Linked DNA regions of Macaca mulatta: region 1 is linked to region 2. Evidence: chromatin contacts called from public Hi-C data. All regions are on one chromosome and are shown on one strand. The core of a region is the stretch at or near the end of the contact, and the rest is flanking DNA. Distances in the headings are between cores, read along the strand shown. Region 1 holds the start of NMRK1 (nicotinamide riboside kinase 1). Region 2 holds the start of C15H9orf40 (chromosome 15 C9orf40 homolog).

Region 1 (7,578 bases), core at 2,588-5,087, 140 kb after region 2:
GCTTGAGCCCGCAAGGTGGGGGTAGCAGTGAGTGGAGATTGAGCTGCTACACTCCAGTCTGGGTGACAGCGAGACCCTGGCTTAAAAAATAAAATAAAATAGCAGAACAAGTTGGATATTTGAGTTTCATCCAGAGTTATGTTGTTGAATCACATCTCCATCCAAATTTACAAGATGTATCGAGGGAACGACTGCATACAATGAATATTGTAAAATACATTTTTATGTTGTAATTTTTCTGCTTTTGAATTTTACTTTACCCTATTCTTATTTTTTCGGTATGTCAGTGCAATGATGCCAACTAGCCTTATTTTGGGAAGGGAGAGGCTGCTCTTTAATCTCACTTTTGTGGCGATAAATGTTCTTTCTCTTACAAAATTATGTTGTCAAAAATTGTTTGCAGAGTGATATCCTCACTTGACCAAATAAAAATTCATAAAACTTTGTCATTCCTTGCCCCCATTTCACTTATTTTTGGATAGCTCACTGAAGCATAAATTCTCAAACTTGGAGAAGTACAGCTTTAGAGATTACTTGGTCTACCTCTTCATTTTGCAGAAGTGGAAACTGGCTCAGACAATAGAGCGATTTGCCTAAGGTCACACAGACAGTAAGTGGAAAAGCCAGATATGAAACTAAACCAGTTGACTTCTTTCCATCACTCCAAGCTGCTAAAAAGCACTTTATTACTAACAGCAAAGAAAGGGTGTTACATATGTGCTAGCTTAATTGTCAGGCTCTGATGGATAATTGATGTCATTCTTACTGATGTGTTATTGATGGGGCACTATTTGCTGTGCACACAGAATGGAAAGAACTACTGTTCCCCGTCCTAATTGCCACATCTGTGCTTACACGTGTGACTGTTGCATCAATTACATGGCATGTAAATAACAAGTGAGCATGGTTGTGGCACGGGAAATAGGCTTGAGGGGGTTACTTGCATTCAGGAACCAGGAGTGAGATGGCATAAAAAACTCACTTATAAAATCTCTTGGATACAGTGAAATGTAAGTTTTGTTTTTGTTTTTTAACTGAAACAGGAACTCCCAGTTCTACATTAGTTAGCAGTCTGGGCCTGTCCAAGCCAGTGTTTGGGTGAATGCTGGGCATACCCTATCAGCAATGAGCAGATAAATATGTGACCGGCAGGGTGGGCAACTGGAACATGCAGAGACAAGAGAGGCAACAGGGCTAAGTGACTAGGGTGGGTGGGGGTGGGCCTAGCAATCCCTGAAGTCATTTATTTCAAAAACACTGTGCATGCACAGGGCAGCTTTAGGGGAGCTCCAGGTTCAGGCCTGGCACTGTCCACCTCCACATCATATTCTACTGTTTCATTGCCTGTTGCCCTCTATAAGAACTATTAAAAATCACCAAGGTGGCCGGGTGCGGTGGCTGACGCCTGTAATCCCAGCACTTTGGGAGGCCGAAGCGGGCGGATCACGAGGTCAGGAGATCGAGGCCATCCTGGCTAACACAGTGAAACCCCGTCTCTACTAAAAATGCAAAAAAGGTAGCTGGGCGTGGCGTCGGGCGCCTGTAGTCCCAGCTACTCGGGAGACTGAGGCAACAGAATGGCGTGAACCCGGGAAGCGGAGCTTGCAGCGAACTGAGATCGCACCACTGCACTCCAGCCTGGGTGACTGAGCCAGACTCCGTCTCAAAAAAAAAAAGAAAAAAAAAAAAATCACCAAGGCTACAGTGAGCCATGACTGCGCCCGCCACTGCATTTCAGCCTTGGCGATAGAGCGAGACCCTCTCTTGAAAAAAAACCAAAGCAAACAGACAAAAAACAACCCCAAAACTGCCTCCCAAGAAACCAAAAACAAAACAAAACATCAAATTTAAAAAGCTTGCAATTATGATTTGCCAGGCTTCATGAAGCAAATGCAAGCTTCGTACAAACTGTCAATCATGTGATGTGTCCAAAGAGTCATCATTTCAGGGCACATCTATCACTAGAATCCACACCACCTTCAATCTCATGGAATATCTGTGTAGTTTATTTTCCCGGTGTGTGCAAAGCTTTCCTCAACAACAGAGAGCTTTTGCATAGCGGGAGAACAAACTAGGATAGCCAAGAGCAAATCTAAAATGACTAATTTTTATTTTTTACACTTTTTTTTAATCCTAAGTAAAATGTTGTTGGGTTTTTTTTTAATTCAGATGTGTTTATTATGTTTAATTCATTTCACTACTAAACATTTACATTTTGGATTCTAAACAGTAGAACGGTCAGAAGTTGCATGTGCAAAATCAGCAGATTGTACGAAGAGGGCAGCTGACGCAAATGATCTGAAAGACAAAGTTCCTGCTAAATGTGCTCTTCAAATGTATCTACAGGACAGCCTGATATTTTAAAAAGAGGAAAATGTTTCCAGGACTTCTCACTCTGTATTCTATTGAACGGCTATTTTGATTCTCTTCTTCCAGGAGATAGGGCAGTCTTTTCCTACTATTGTTTAAACTTTGCTCCCTTTTGGTAAACAAATCCCTCAAGGCTGGGTTTTTTTTCCTAAGACAGTCTCGCTCTGTCACCAGGCTGGAGTGCAGTGGTGTAATCCCGGCTCACTGCAACCTCCGCCTCCCGGGTTCAAGTGATTCTTCTGCCTCAGCCTCCCGAGTAGCTGGGACTACAGGCGCCCGCCACCACGCCCGGCTAATTTTTGAATTTTTAGTAGAGATCAGATTTCACCATGTTGGCCAGGATGGTCTCGATCTCTTGACCTCGTGATCCACCCGCCTTGGCCTCCCACAGTGCTGGGATTACAGGCGTGAAGGGCTGGGGTTTTTGAAAACGCAATTCATGCCCCTCCCCCGTTGGTTTCATTTATGTAGGTTCTTGTGTAAATAGTTTTTTCCTTCCCCAAATACACAATTAATTTACAATATTGACTGTTATTTTGAACTTATGCCATTGGCTTCCTTGTGTGCTCCAGTTCTTTCCTCCCACCGAAGATAATATCCGCTAGATCAGGGGTCGGCAAACTTTTTCTGTCAAGTGCCAGATAGGAAATGCTTTGGGCTTTGCCAGCTGCTACTCAACCCTGCTGGGTAATGCGAAAGCGGCCACAGACAACACAGATGCAAATGAGCGTGACTGTGTTCCAGTAAAATTTTACGGACACTGAAATCGGAATTTCATGTAATTTTCACGGACACTGAAATCGGAATTTCATGTAATTTTCACGTGTCACAAAGTATTATATTTCTTTTGATTTCTTTTCAGCCATTAAAAACGTAAAAAAAAAAAACTTCTTAGCAGGCCATACAATAACAGGCAACAGGCGGGCAGTAGGTCATCACCCCAACGCTAGAGCAATGAGACCATCTCGACCCGCGAGGATCGAGTACTGAATCCTGTCCCTGGCGACTTCTCCCAGCTGCGCGGTCTCTTGGAGGCAGAGTTCCCATTTTCAGGATTATGCCAGGGCGCTAGAGCAGGAGTCCACGTGCTCCTCGGCAGGCCACCTATCAGTTCTCTGAGGGTGGCAAGAGTCCAGGCAAGGCTTTCAAGGTGTAACCAAGTCCCGAGCTCCAGCACAAAAACCCTCTGGAAACACCTCCAGGCCCCACCAAGGCGGCGCGGCGCGGCGCGGCAGGGGCGAGCAGGTAAGCACTCACCTGGCGCCAGTTCGAGTCCTCCCAAACACAGCGGCAAGGGCGACAGCCAGGCGCGCGCCTGTCCCCAGTGCGCCGCTACCCGCAGCTCGCTCCCCGAGAGGCCCACGACCTCTTTCTCCACGATCCTCCTGGATTAGAGGGATGCCAGGTAGCGGTGGCCACCTGAAGCCCCTTTCCACTCAGCTCTGCCCCGGGTTCCAGCCCCCGTTGGGGCGGGGCGGGGCTACGGCGAGCGTGGCCTCTCCCGCGCGCCCCTGGCCAGCTCCGGCTCTTCCCTATTGGGAGCGCGCGCGGCCCGCGGCACTGGCGCGCGCCCGCTTCGCCCTCGCTCGGCTCCGGCCCGTTCCGCCGCCGTGCGCGCCGCCCGCGCTCCCACTGCGGCGAAGCTGCCAGCCCGGGAGCCAATAAGCGTTCGGCCAGGCAGGGTCCACTTCCTCGTCGGCCCGGCTGGCGCTTAGGACGGCTCCGGCGGCCGTGTGGCGGGGCGGGGCACACGGCGGAGCAGCTCTGCCTGCGTCCGTTCTTTGCGCAGCCAAGGGTGGGCGCCGGTCCTGGGAGGCGCACCGTTGTAAGCCAGACAAAAAGAAACTGGGGTGCCTGAGTGCCAGGTGGCGGGCAAGCGGTGGGCTTTTCGGCGGGGTCTTTAGGATTTGCAGCGCCAGGAAGCGAGATGTCGAAGCCGCCACCCAAACCAGTCAAACCAGGTGAGGGACGTAAGGGAGGCGCTCGTCGGGTCCTCCGGCCGCCGCGGTGCCGGCCCCTCCTCTGCCGCTTGGCAGGGAGGACCCGGCGCGCACCCGGCCCCGAGCCTGGCTTACGAGATCTGCCCCACTGGGATGGGAGCTCTTTTGCGTTCGCTGTTACCGGGGAGGGATCGATTTTGATAGCGAGAGGATTTCGAGGGTTAAAAAAATATATATATATATATATTTTTAAAGGGGAGTCGACCTCACTTTTGCTACGTTGTCATTCGCTGAAACTTTCAGAGGGTGTGATGGCAACGTCCCATGGAAGTTTTCCGGAAAGACAGGGCCATTGATCTCCCTTTAAAAAATGTCTTGAAATGGTCTTTAGCCACTTCCTCTTTTCTCGGTGTTTGTCACTGTCAAGTTAGGGTTCCTGACCGGCCAGAGCGAACGGGAAGTGCAATGCTTGCAGGGTGGGGTGGGCGAGCGAGCCTCCTTCGGGACTTAGGCTAGGAGCAGCGTTTGAAATTGACCTCGGGATCGTGGAAAGAGCGTTTAGAAGACCCCGTGCTCGCGCTCCTGGTGGAAAGAATCTAGGATGCGAAAGTAATCTCAGCTGTTGCTATTCGGAAGTGTCATTTTATCATCTCCTTTGCCTTCGCTCTCCCAAAGACGTTGGCGTGGTAAACCTGAGAGGACTGAGATTACTACATTCCTCAAAGCAGTTTTCTTGGCGGATTGTCCTTGTTCATTTTTGCTCTGTTCTTAGACTATTTTTTGTGATACGCAGAAATAAGAGAATTATGAAAGAAACTGACGTATTTTAATTAAATATTGTAACCTACTCTTCCGCGCGTTCATTTGGGTAGGTGCTTAGAAAGGACTGACGTATTTCAATACTTTAACAACTCTTAGGTGCTTTCATTTGGGTAGGTAATTAAGGGAAATACGGGAAATGGAAGATAAATGACTCCAATGTATTCTTGGTTATTTTCACTCCCATCTTGTGTAATTTCGGTATAGCGAAATGCTGAAATTTAATCCATTTACATCAAATTTTGAAGTAACTTTCGTTGCAGGAGATAAGAGTTTCAGTGATTAATTTTTTCCTTGATTTTCCTAAACGCTACAGCTTTCATACTTGTCTGGTTTTCTTCCTTTGCGTTCCTGCAGTTGGAGTATGAAGTCCCTTTATTTGATAATCATGTACATACGTATGTGGAATAGTCCTTCACTGAGGACTGACATCTCGGTGGGCTGAGTGTGAAGGAAGTTGCTGAGACTGGCTCTTCCCTGAGTAAAGATGGGGCACATCTAGAGTTGGGCTCTGCATTGCATTAGATGTGGAATCTGATGAGAAATTTCCATTTTAAGTGCATGTGTATGAGGTAGCTTTCTAAACCCAGGTGCAAATCAGGACCTCAAGTATCTAACAATGCAGAGTTGTTCTTTGATAGCTAAACAGTATATTTTTTTTCTGACCACCTGCGGCCTATTGAAATACATTATTTTAAAGAATGCCCTGAGAAAAAGTTCATGAGTTTTTTTTTTTTCTTTTTTAAAAATCTCTTCAGGCATATTAAATGTCTGTATTGAAAATGACAGGTGTGTGTATGTGCACACAGTAGTGTATACTTGTGCATTCATTCACACTTGGGGGTTGAGGGATCATCCTGTTACTAATTGTGGATACATTCCCAGGAACCTGCTTTCTCCTTCACATCAGAAAGCTTGTGGTTAAACGTGACTGGTGTTTAGAGGGAATTTTGCATTTTATTTTATTTTATTTTGTTTTATCTGGTCCTTGATTCAGGATACAGGGAATTTTGAATGAACATTAATTTGTAAATGAGATCCAGACACAAAGTTACCATAGAAATGGGTTTGTCAGTTTAGTAATTTACAGTCAGAAACATTACTGCCAATCAGACTTGATAATGTGGGTGGGCTACCTTAGTAGAAAAAAAAGCAATGACCAGGAGCAGTGGGTCGTGCCTGTAATCCTAGCACTTTGTGAGGCTGAGGTGGGAAGAGTGCTTGAAGCTAGGAATTTGAGACTAGCCTGGGCAGCATAGCAAGACCCCGTCTCAACAGAATACAAAAAACAAAAACAGAAATGTCCTATTGTCGTACTGTCCCACATTTACTGTGTATTAGGCAATGGCCTACTCACTTTTACATGTGTTAACGCATTTGCTGTTCTCAACAATCTTATGAGGTCAGTACCATTATATTGTTCCTGTTGCACAGATGGGGAAATAAAGATGCGCAGGAATGTTATTTAATTTGTCTAAAGTCAACAGTTAGAGTGGGGGATGTAGCAGGCAGGATTAAAACCCAGGTAGTCTGGCTTTGAAGTATGCACTCTTTTTTTTTTTTTTTTTTTTCTGAGATGAAGTCTCCTCTCTCACCCAGGCTGGAGTGCAATGGCACAATCTCGACTCACTGCAACCTCCGCCTCCCGGGTTCAAGCAGTTCTCTGCCTCAGCCTCCCAAGTAGCTGGGATTACAGGCGCCCGCCACCAAGCCTGGCTAGTTTTTTGTATTTTTAGTAGAGATGGGGTTTCACCATCTTGGCCAGGCTGGTCTTGAACTCCTGACCTTGTGACCCACCCGCCTTGGCCTCCCAAAGTGCTGGGATCACAGTGGCGTGAGCTACCGCCCCCAGCCGAAGTCTGCACTCTTAACCATTTGCAATTCTGCCTTGAGTCATAGTGCTCCATTCACATTGGTGGTCATGTGTATTTTAGAGCTGGTGGTCAGGAAGTCGAAAGGGAGGGGCCTCTGGTCTACAGACCTTCTTGTCACAGATGCACATAAAGGTCACCCCCTGGCTGGTACAGCAAGGAGAGTGGTGTGGAGCTTTACTTTCTTGTCCTGCAGGCAAGCTACATGGATACAAATCTCCAAAGACAGCATGGGATTGGGGACTTTGGGGTTGTATTTAATTTTTTGGTTTGTTTATATCCTACCTCTTTCCAAAGGACTTCTAAAAATACACATGATCTGAGAGAGAGGAAAAAAAGATAAAGCAAGGTCATTTTAGAGGGAGGGAAGAATGATAAGATGAAACAAGAGGAAAAGCTAGCTTACAGACAGACCTGCGTGTAGTAAGGTCACTGTAGATTTGGCTCTCAGCTGCAAGCCGAGAGAAAAATCTCAAGATTCACAGTGCTCATAAAATTAAAATGTGTCACTTGCTCTGAAAAGTAGTTATTTTAATGGCATTGAGATCTGAGACAGATTTTCCCGTGGGTTCTCTTAA
Region 2 (7,627 bases), core at 3,569-6,068:
TGCCAGATCAATAGGCGGCAAAGGATTCCTCCAGTACTGGAAGGTATTATACTGCCAAAATTCGTCATTGTGCTTTAGAGAAAAAAAAGAGAGAGATGAAAGTGCATCAGTAGCTTAGAAAACAATTTAGGTTTTTTCACAAAACAAATGTGTTTTAAAGGCAAACTCATAGAAGATTTTGTAGTCTTCTATTTTGTATTTTTAACAAATATACATTTTAAATTTTGTCTCATCTAAGTACTTCATGTACTCAATCAAATCTGTGCATTTTAATATTTACAATTTGTGAAAGTATTCGTTAAATTTAAAGGAATTTCCTCCAAGAGCATCTCTTTCCACAGTTTTTCTCCCATTTTTCACCTAAAGAAAATTATCTAAGAACAGTCTTAAAATTTTTTATCTTTCAATAAGGAAAATAAGAATTTATTTTAAAAATACAAACACACACTCCTTATAACTTACTTTTGGTCTTGTTCTTAAGGTTTGGTATTTTAAGAGATTTACTTTACATAGCCCAAAATGTTTTGAACTCTTCCAAAAAGTATTAGGTTATAAACTTGATGAATAGCAAGAAAATGTTAAACTGATCATTTTGTTAAAGATAAAAAAATCAAGTGCTCGATAGCCACATGACCTAGTGGCTACTGTGCTGGATAGCACAGGTCTGTAAGAAAGTCTCATTAGGAAGTTCAGCATCTTCTACGCTGAGCCTTAAAGAATTAAGTTTTGGGGGAATTTCTTAATATTGGGATAAACACATAATAAGTCAAAAGATATCAAGAAAAATTTCACTTTAATAAGAAAATGGGGTTAAAAACAAGGTTCTAGTTCTCTGCCTTTTGGGAAATCTACTGTACAAATTATCTACTTATAAACACGGACCAAAAAAGTATTTTAATTATGTTAGTAAAACCTAGTGACTAAGGGTACACAAACTTTGCCACCAGACAGACCTGGGTTTGCAAGATAACTCCACCGCTCACTAAATCTGATCTTGACTTTATTGATAAAATGGAGGACTGTGGTAAAAATTCAGGCTTGGCATAGTAATTCTCAATATTGCTAGGTATTATATCCCAATAAGCCAATGAATCATTAATCACTGTCTCCTTAAAGCATTTCTGCTTACTTTCTGTTAAGAATATCTAACAGTTGGCTGGGCATGATTACACCTGTAATCCCAGCACTTTGGGAGGCAGAAGCATCGCTTGAGCCCCAGAGTTTGAGACCAGCCCTGGCAACATAGCAAGACTCCATCTCAATTTATTAAAAACAAACAAACAAAAAACTAACAGTTGAGTCAACACTGACAGGGCAGTGAGTCTACATAGTGACACCAACATGAAAAAAATACATGAATATTTAATGAATACCTGATTTTATTTCTCTAGTCAAAAAACATCTGAAACAGGAAATACCCTGAAGTTCCAGGACAGAAATGACGTAACATTATCCTGCCTAGATTGCATTCTTAATGTAGAAAAAAGGTATTTGAGGTAGTATTTCCTAAATGAGGTCCCAAGGGTGAGGGCTGGGACTTAAGCCCTATTCTGAGCACAAAAGAAACCAGGCATTTACTGTATTTAACTGTTTTACGTCTCTGTTTTTGTTATATTCAATTTTCCCTTGGTAATCAGGTATAAAATCCTTAAAACAAAAAGCCTGTCTTTGGAGGCAGGAAGGAAAAACAGAAGCTGGAGAGAGCATGTTTGCAAAAGAGAAGTGGCTCCAGAACAAATCTAACAAAAAGAAGAAACTAGGAGTGTTACTGAGCTTTCCTCAAAAGAGGGCCTGAGGGTGCCTTGCGCCTGTAATTCCAACAATGTGGTAGGCAGAGGCGGGAGGATCACTTGAGCCCAGCCTGGGTAAGATGGCGAAACCCCATCTCTACCAAAAAAAAAAAAAAAAAAATTAGTCCAGCGTGGTATCATGCACTGTAGTCCCAACTACTCAGGAGGCTAAGGTTGCAGTGAGCCGGGATGGTGCCACTGCACTCCAGCCTGGGCATGGGAGCGAGACCCCAAGACTCTTTTTTTAAAAACAACAAAGAGAACAAGGGGACTAGTCTTGGTGAAGAAAGAACCGCTGGAGCCAACCTTTTTCCCTGTCATGTGCTTGCAGCGACTATAGAAGTACAGAGGTGCCAGATCTAGTCACTGCTGCAGGGGAAAAGACAGTTGAGTCTAAGACTCTAAGTAAGCATCACGTTTCAGGCTACTAGAGTACTCTTACTCTTTGCCTACTGTCATTTCCATATTTCCCTCTTATCAACTGTGTGGCATACCATAGACAGTGCATTCTGGTAGGTGACAAGCCTATGCATGAGTGGAGTACTAAAATGGTGTGAAGAGCTTTCAAAAAGTTTTCAAACTACACAGTCCCTAATCTCCTTATCCATTAGGTTTAGAAGATGATCCATCAGTTTTTAGTTGATTTTGAATATCTGAGAGCAATCTGAAAAAAAAGTTTAAATAAGGGTCATGTTTCAATCATAGGGAAAAAAAAAAAAAAAGTCTTTCCCAACTATAAAACTCTCGTTATTTTATTGAATTTTTCACATGAACAAGTCATGCCTAAGAAATTTCATTTCTTTTTTTTTTTTTTTGGAAAGGCATTTGAAAACCCTGACATAAGATACTTAAGAAAACAGAAGAACGTTGGGTGGATGCTATTAGATAGCTGAAGAGAATGTGGTGAATTCTGAGAAACCTGTATTTGGTTCTTCATCTTCCAAGTCCTCTGGTAAGTCATTGCAGGACTGTGAAAAAGCAGTATGAATTCCTAAGTCTAGACCAAAGCTGTCCAATAAATATATAATGCTCTAAAAACATAATTTAAAATTTTCTAGTAGCGGTATTTAAAAAGTAAAAGAAACTTCTGGTATTAAATATATTTTCTTCAATATAGCCAAGTTATTTCATGTGTAATCAATATAAAATTTTGAGCTATTTTATCTTTATTTCTTATTAAATCCACGAAATTTCGTGCATATTTTAAACTTAGAGCACATTCCCATTTGGACTAGTCACGTTTCAAGTGTTCTTACTGGCTAGCGGCTGGGCAGCAGAGATCTAGGCAAATAGAGGCATGCCTAGATCTTCTCAGGATTCTTAGGTGCAGAGATGAGGCAGGCTCATGTCTTGAATAGGAACCCCCCAATGATTTTCATATATGCCTTAAGTCCCAAATTAATTGTCTTTTTTTTTTTTTGGTTTTTGAGACAGAGTCTCACTCTGTTGCCCAGGCTGGAGTGCAGTGGCCCAATCTCAGCTCACTACAACCTCCATCTCCCTGGTTAAAATGATTCTTGTGCCTCATCCTCCCGAGTAGCTGCGATTACTGGTGTGCACCATCACACTCATCTAATTTTTGTATTTTAATAGAGACAGAGTTTCACCCTATTGGCCAGGCTGGTCTCAAACTCCCGACCTCAGGTGATCCAGCCGCCATGGCCTCCCAAAGTCCTGGGATTACAGGCGTGAGACACCACGCCCCACCCCCAAATTAATTTTCAACGTTACTTTTGCCTAGGATCAGATTTAACATTATGAGTTAAAACAAAGCTTTGCCCAAGGTATGGTGGTCCATCCTTTTCTCCAGAAGCTGTCCAACCAGCTTCCAGGACGTCCAATTAATCGACGGCTACCACACTGGTCTCCCTCTAGAAAAAGAATTCTATCCCGAATTCTAGACTAATCATCGTTAAACCCAGGAAGGCCCTCTACACCTCTTGTCTGTCGTTTGTCGTTGGACTGAACCTATCCCTTCACGGTCAGCGTCCTCACAGTGCTCACAGCCTGCCACAACCCACGGTCCCATTTTCCTTTTACAGAGCGCGGCGCTGACGCCGTAAGGCCACTTCTACCGCTCCAGACCACGGTCTGTTTCCCCCTCGCCCAGCCCGGTGCTTTCTGCCCATCGGACTCTCGGGGTGTCTTCTGGCAGTCGGCATCCTCTCCCGGAGCGGTGACCCCTTCCTTCCCCCTCCTCAGGCGTCTTAACCTACACAAGTCATGAGTGGGACCTGGGACGCTCTGTGTGTAAGGGGAAAAGGCAAGCCCCTTCGCCCCTCAGCCCACCCGCCCCCAGCCCCTACCTGGCGCGATGCGACCCCCCAGTCTCCCCGCAGGGGTCCTGCGCGCCCCGCCCCGTCGTCGCCACCGCCCCCCGGGGGCCGGGCGCCCGGGAGCTCCTCCCCCGGCCCCACGGGCGGCGGCGGCAGCAGCGGCGGATCGCCTGTCTCCAGGCTGTGGTCCTCACGCTCCTGTCCGCTCGGGGCGCTGTTGTCCCCGCTGTCACGGCGCTTGCTGGGCGAAGCCGAGGGCTCTGCCATGGTCCCTGCGTCGATTTTGCGCTTTCGGTGCTGCCCGGGGACGCCGAGGGGCTGCCCAGTATGCGCGACCCCGGGCGGCCGGATCCAGAGAGGCGGTGGCGGCGGCTGCTCAGCGAAGTCGCAGAGCAGGAGCCGCTTCCAAGGCACGTGGAACGTCACCGGCTCGGCCGCACGCCGCTTGGCCATGGGCCCAGAGGCTCGGGCGGAGCCCGCCAGGCGCGGGAGACCGAGTGCTGATAGCTGCGGGGGCGAAGAGCGAAGACTAAGCGCGTGAGAAAGGGATAGGCCGAAGTCGGGCGAGGAGGCGGCAGGACGCTGGAGGGGGTGGGGCGGGGCGGCTAGCGCACGAGCTAGGGCTGGGGCTCCGGCTCGGAGGCAGCTCCAGAGCTCAGCCCTCGCCGCCGCCGAGATGCGGCCCGGACGTTGAGAAGCAACCGCGAAGCGGCGGAGATTCGAACCTGCGCACAACGTGCGCGCGCGCACTCTGTCTGGCCAGGCGGAGCCGCTGGTTGGTGGAGGCTCGCGGGGCGCGCTCCCGAGCGCCCTCGCGACCGGAAGTGCGCGCCCGGGGGTAGGCGGGAAGGCGGCGGCGGGATTAATTAAAGACCAGATCGAGCGGCCCGCAGAGGGGCGTGACCTTGTTTCCTCAGGGGTGTGGCGGTGGTCTCACTACTAAGTTCGGTATAGCACGGTACGTTCTAGACCCTCCTATAGGAAATTTAAGGCCTTTAAAATGTGTATTTCCTTCCTCCAGTCAGTGACCACGGGGGCGTCTCCATGAGAGTAAGGCAAAGATATAATAGAGTTCCAGACTATCCTGGGCAACATAGCAAGACCTCGTCTCTACAAAAAATACAAAAATAGGCCAGGTTTGTTGGCCTGCCCCTCCCTATGGTCCCGGCTACTCGGGAGGCCGAGGAGGAAGATTCACTTGAGCCTGGGAGGTGGAGGCTGTAGTGAGCCAGAGATCGCACCGCGACACTCCAGCCTGGGCAACAGAGTGAGACTCTGTATCAAAAATAAAAAAAAAAAAGGAAAGAAAGGATAATACAAACTTTAAGTAAACTAACGTTTAAGAGGCTTCACAATAGATTGTTATTCAAAACAAACGACTGAAGGGAGTCTGTGCTGAGGGAAGTAGTTAAAGCTAGTATACAAAACACACACACAAATCGAAGTGTATGTTTTGCGCAGCTGCTGTGGACGGTGAAGCAGGCACCACATTCCTGGAAGATCTCTTGATTAAAAACTTAGGGAGGAAGTTACAGACAAGATGTGCAGCTCATCCAAAATAGCTGAGTAGTTGGCAAGAACCAAGCCTGAAGCACAGCTGTCCTTTCCAAGTGAAACCTACAATTGTTGGGCTCTTAAATTATGTTGGAAACCTGAGTTCCCTGCTTACTCTGGGTGGTGGTCAGATCAAGATTCCAAGGCCATTACAGCAAAACAGTGTTGTCAGGTGAAGTGAGGTGGAGACAACTGCAGTATATTTACTATTGTTTTTATTTTTTTTTGGTACAGGGTCTCTCTCGGCCACCTAGGTGGAAGTGCAGTGGTGCCATCACGGCTCACTGCAGCCAGGCCCCACTGAGTTCAAGCGATCCTCCTGTCTGGGCCTCCCAAAGTGCTGGGTTTACAGGTGTGAGCCACCGCATCTGGTAGTATTTACTATTTTAATAGTTTGATAAAGACAGTAACCAAGTAAGCAAAAATGGAAAGAAGAAAATAAGACTGTTACCAGTGCTTTGAAGGGAAAAACTATCATCCTCTGTAGAAAAAGTGTGCAAGGAAGATAATTCTATTTTAGTGCTAGGTACTATCTCAGTACTAATTACCCTGTACCTCTGCACCTCAAGGTGGTTGTGAGAGGACAAGTTAATTATTTAGTAATTAAGCACAGAAATGTACCAACTTAGGGTAGTAAGCAATAGCTTTTCTGTTTGGTTTTTACTTTTCTTGTTTGAAATTGATAACCAGTTGGGTGCAGTGGCTCACGCCTGTAATCCCAGCACTTTTGGGAAGACGAGGTGTGCAGATCACCTGAGCCCAGGAGTTCCATACCAGCCTGGCCAACATGGTGAAACCCCATCTCTACAAAAAATACAAAAATTAGCCAGAGGTGGTGCCTTGCACCTGTAGTCCTGGGGAGGCTGAGGTGGGAGGATCGCTTGAACCCTGGAGGCAGAGGCCAAGATTGCACCACTGCAATCCAGCCTGGGTGACAGTGTGAGACCCTGTCTCCAGAAAAAAATAAATTGAAAACCCGTCTGTCTCAAACAGAGGAAGAGTTTTGCCATTTTTAAATGAGCAGGAAAGATCTTAATTGTAGCCATCAGGTGCTGTTTGAAAGGTTTTGAGGGCCCCAAAATAATGAGTATAGTTTAGCTAATGGTTGATTCTTTTGTGTTCCTCTTTACAGACGCTCATTTTTTCAAAATTGTGAAATTTATCATATATGCAAAAGGCTGTATAAAATACACATGTAGTTAAAAGAGTGATAGTAAGACACACAGCATTCTGTTTCAGAAATAGAATACTACCTGTACTAGAACATGACAAGCTGCCTATGCACCCCTTCCCCACTGGCACATACCCTTCCGTTTCCTCACTCCCAGTAATTACTGTTTTGAATGCTGAGTTAATCATTCCTTTGCTTTTTAACTTCTCCATCTGTATGTATATTGTTAAATGACTTTTTTTTTTTTTTTTTTTGGAGACAGGGCTTGCTCTGTTGCCCCAGCTGGAGAGCAGTGATATGATTACAGCTCACTGCAGCCCTGACCTCCCAGGGGCAAGCAATCCTCCCACCTCAGCCACCTGAGTAGCTGAGACTACAGGTGTACATCACCACACCCAGCTAATTTTTAAAATTTTTTTGTAGAGCCAGGGTTTTGCCATGTTGCCCAGACTAGTCTCAAAGTCCTGAATTCAAGCAATCCACCTGCCCTGGCTTCCCAAACAAAGTGTTGGGATTACAGGCATGAGCCACCACGCCCGGCTTAATACATTTTTTGAGACGGGGTCTTGCTGTGTCGCTCAGGCTGGAATGTAGTGGCGTGATCACTGCTTACTGCAGCTTCAAATTCCTGGGTCAAGCAATCCTCCTGCCGCAGCCTCCCAAGTAGCTTGGCCCATGGCTTGTGCCACCACACCCAGCTAATTTTTTATTTTTAGGTCTCACTATGTTGCCCAGGCTTGTTTTGCCAGGTTTTTTTCATTTTTGTTTTTGTTTTGTTTTTGTAAAACAGCTTTACCTAGGTCTAAATGACATACAATAATTTGCATATAAAGTGT

The links. Hi-C and Micro-C count contacts between places; a contact is called where the count stands out from the background.
Region 1: a contact with region 2 is called in a Hi-C map of fetal cortex germinal zone, with 2.1 times the contacts expected there. The contact joins the promoter of NMRK1 here to the promoter of C15H9orf40 in region 2. A contact is called at or near these places in 2 of 14 Hi-C or Micro-C datasets (CD4 T cells and fetal cortex germinal zone).

The regions. Positions count from the first base shown.
Region 1 is chr15:106,115,332-106,122,909 of T2T-MMU8v2.0, forward strand. NMRK1 (nicotinamide riboside kinase 1) reads right to left here and starts at 3,838. Exons shown (of 8, transcript NM_001261283.1): 1 at 3,628-3,838. It overlaps OSTF1 (osteoclast stimulating factor 1), which reads left to right and starts at 4,119. Exons shown (of 10, transcript XM_015117913.3): 1 at 4,119-4,331. The coding sequence starts at 4,298.
Region 2 is chr15:105,977,113-105,984,739 of T2T-MMU8v2.0, forward strand. It overlaps C15H9orf40 (chromosome 15 C9orf40 homolog), which reads right to left and starts at 4,819. Exons shown (of 2, transcript XM_001098902.5): 1 at 4,097-4,819; 2 at 1-72. The coding sequence starts at 4,519.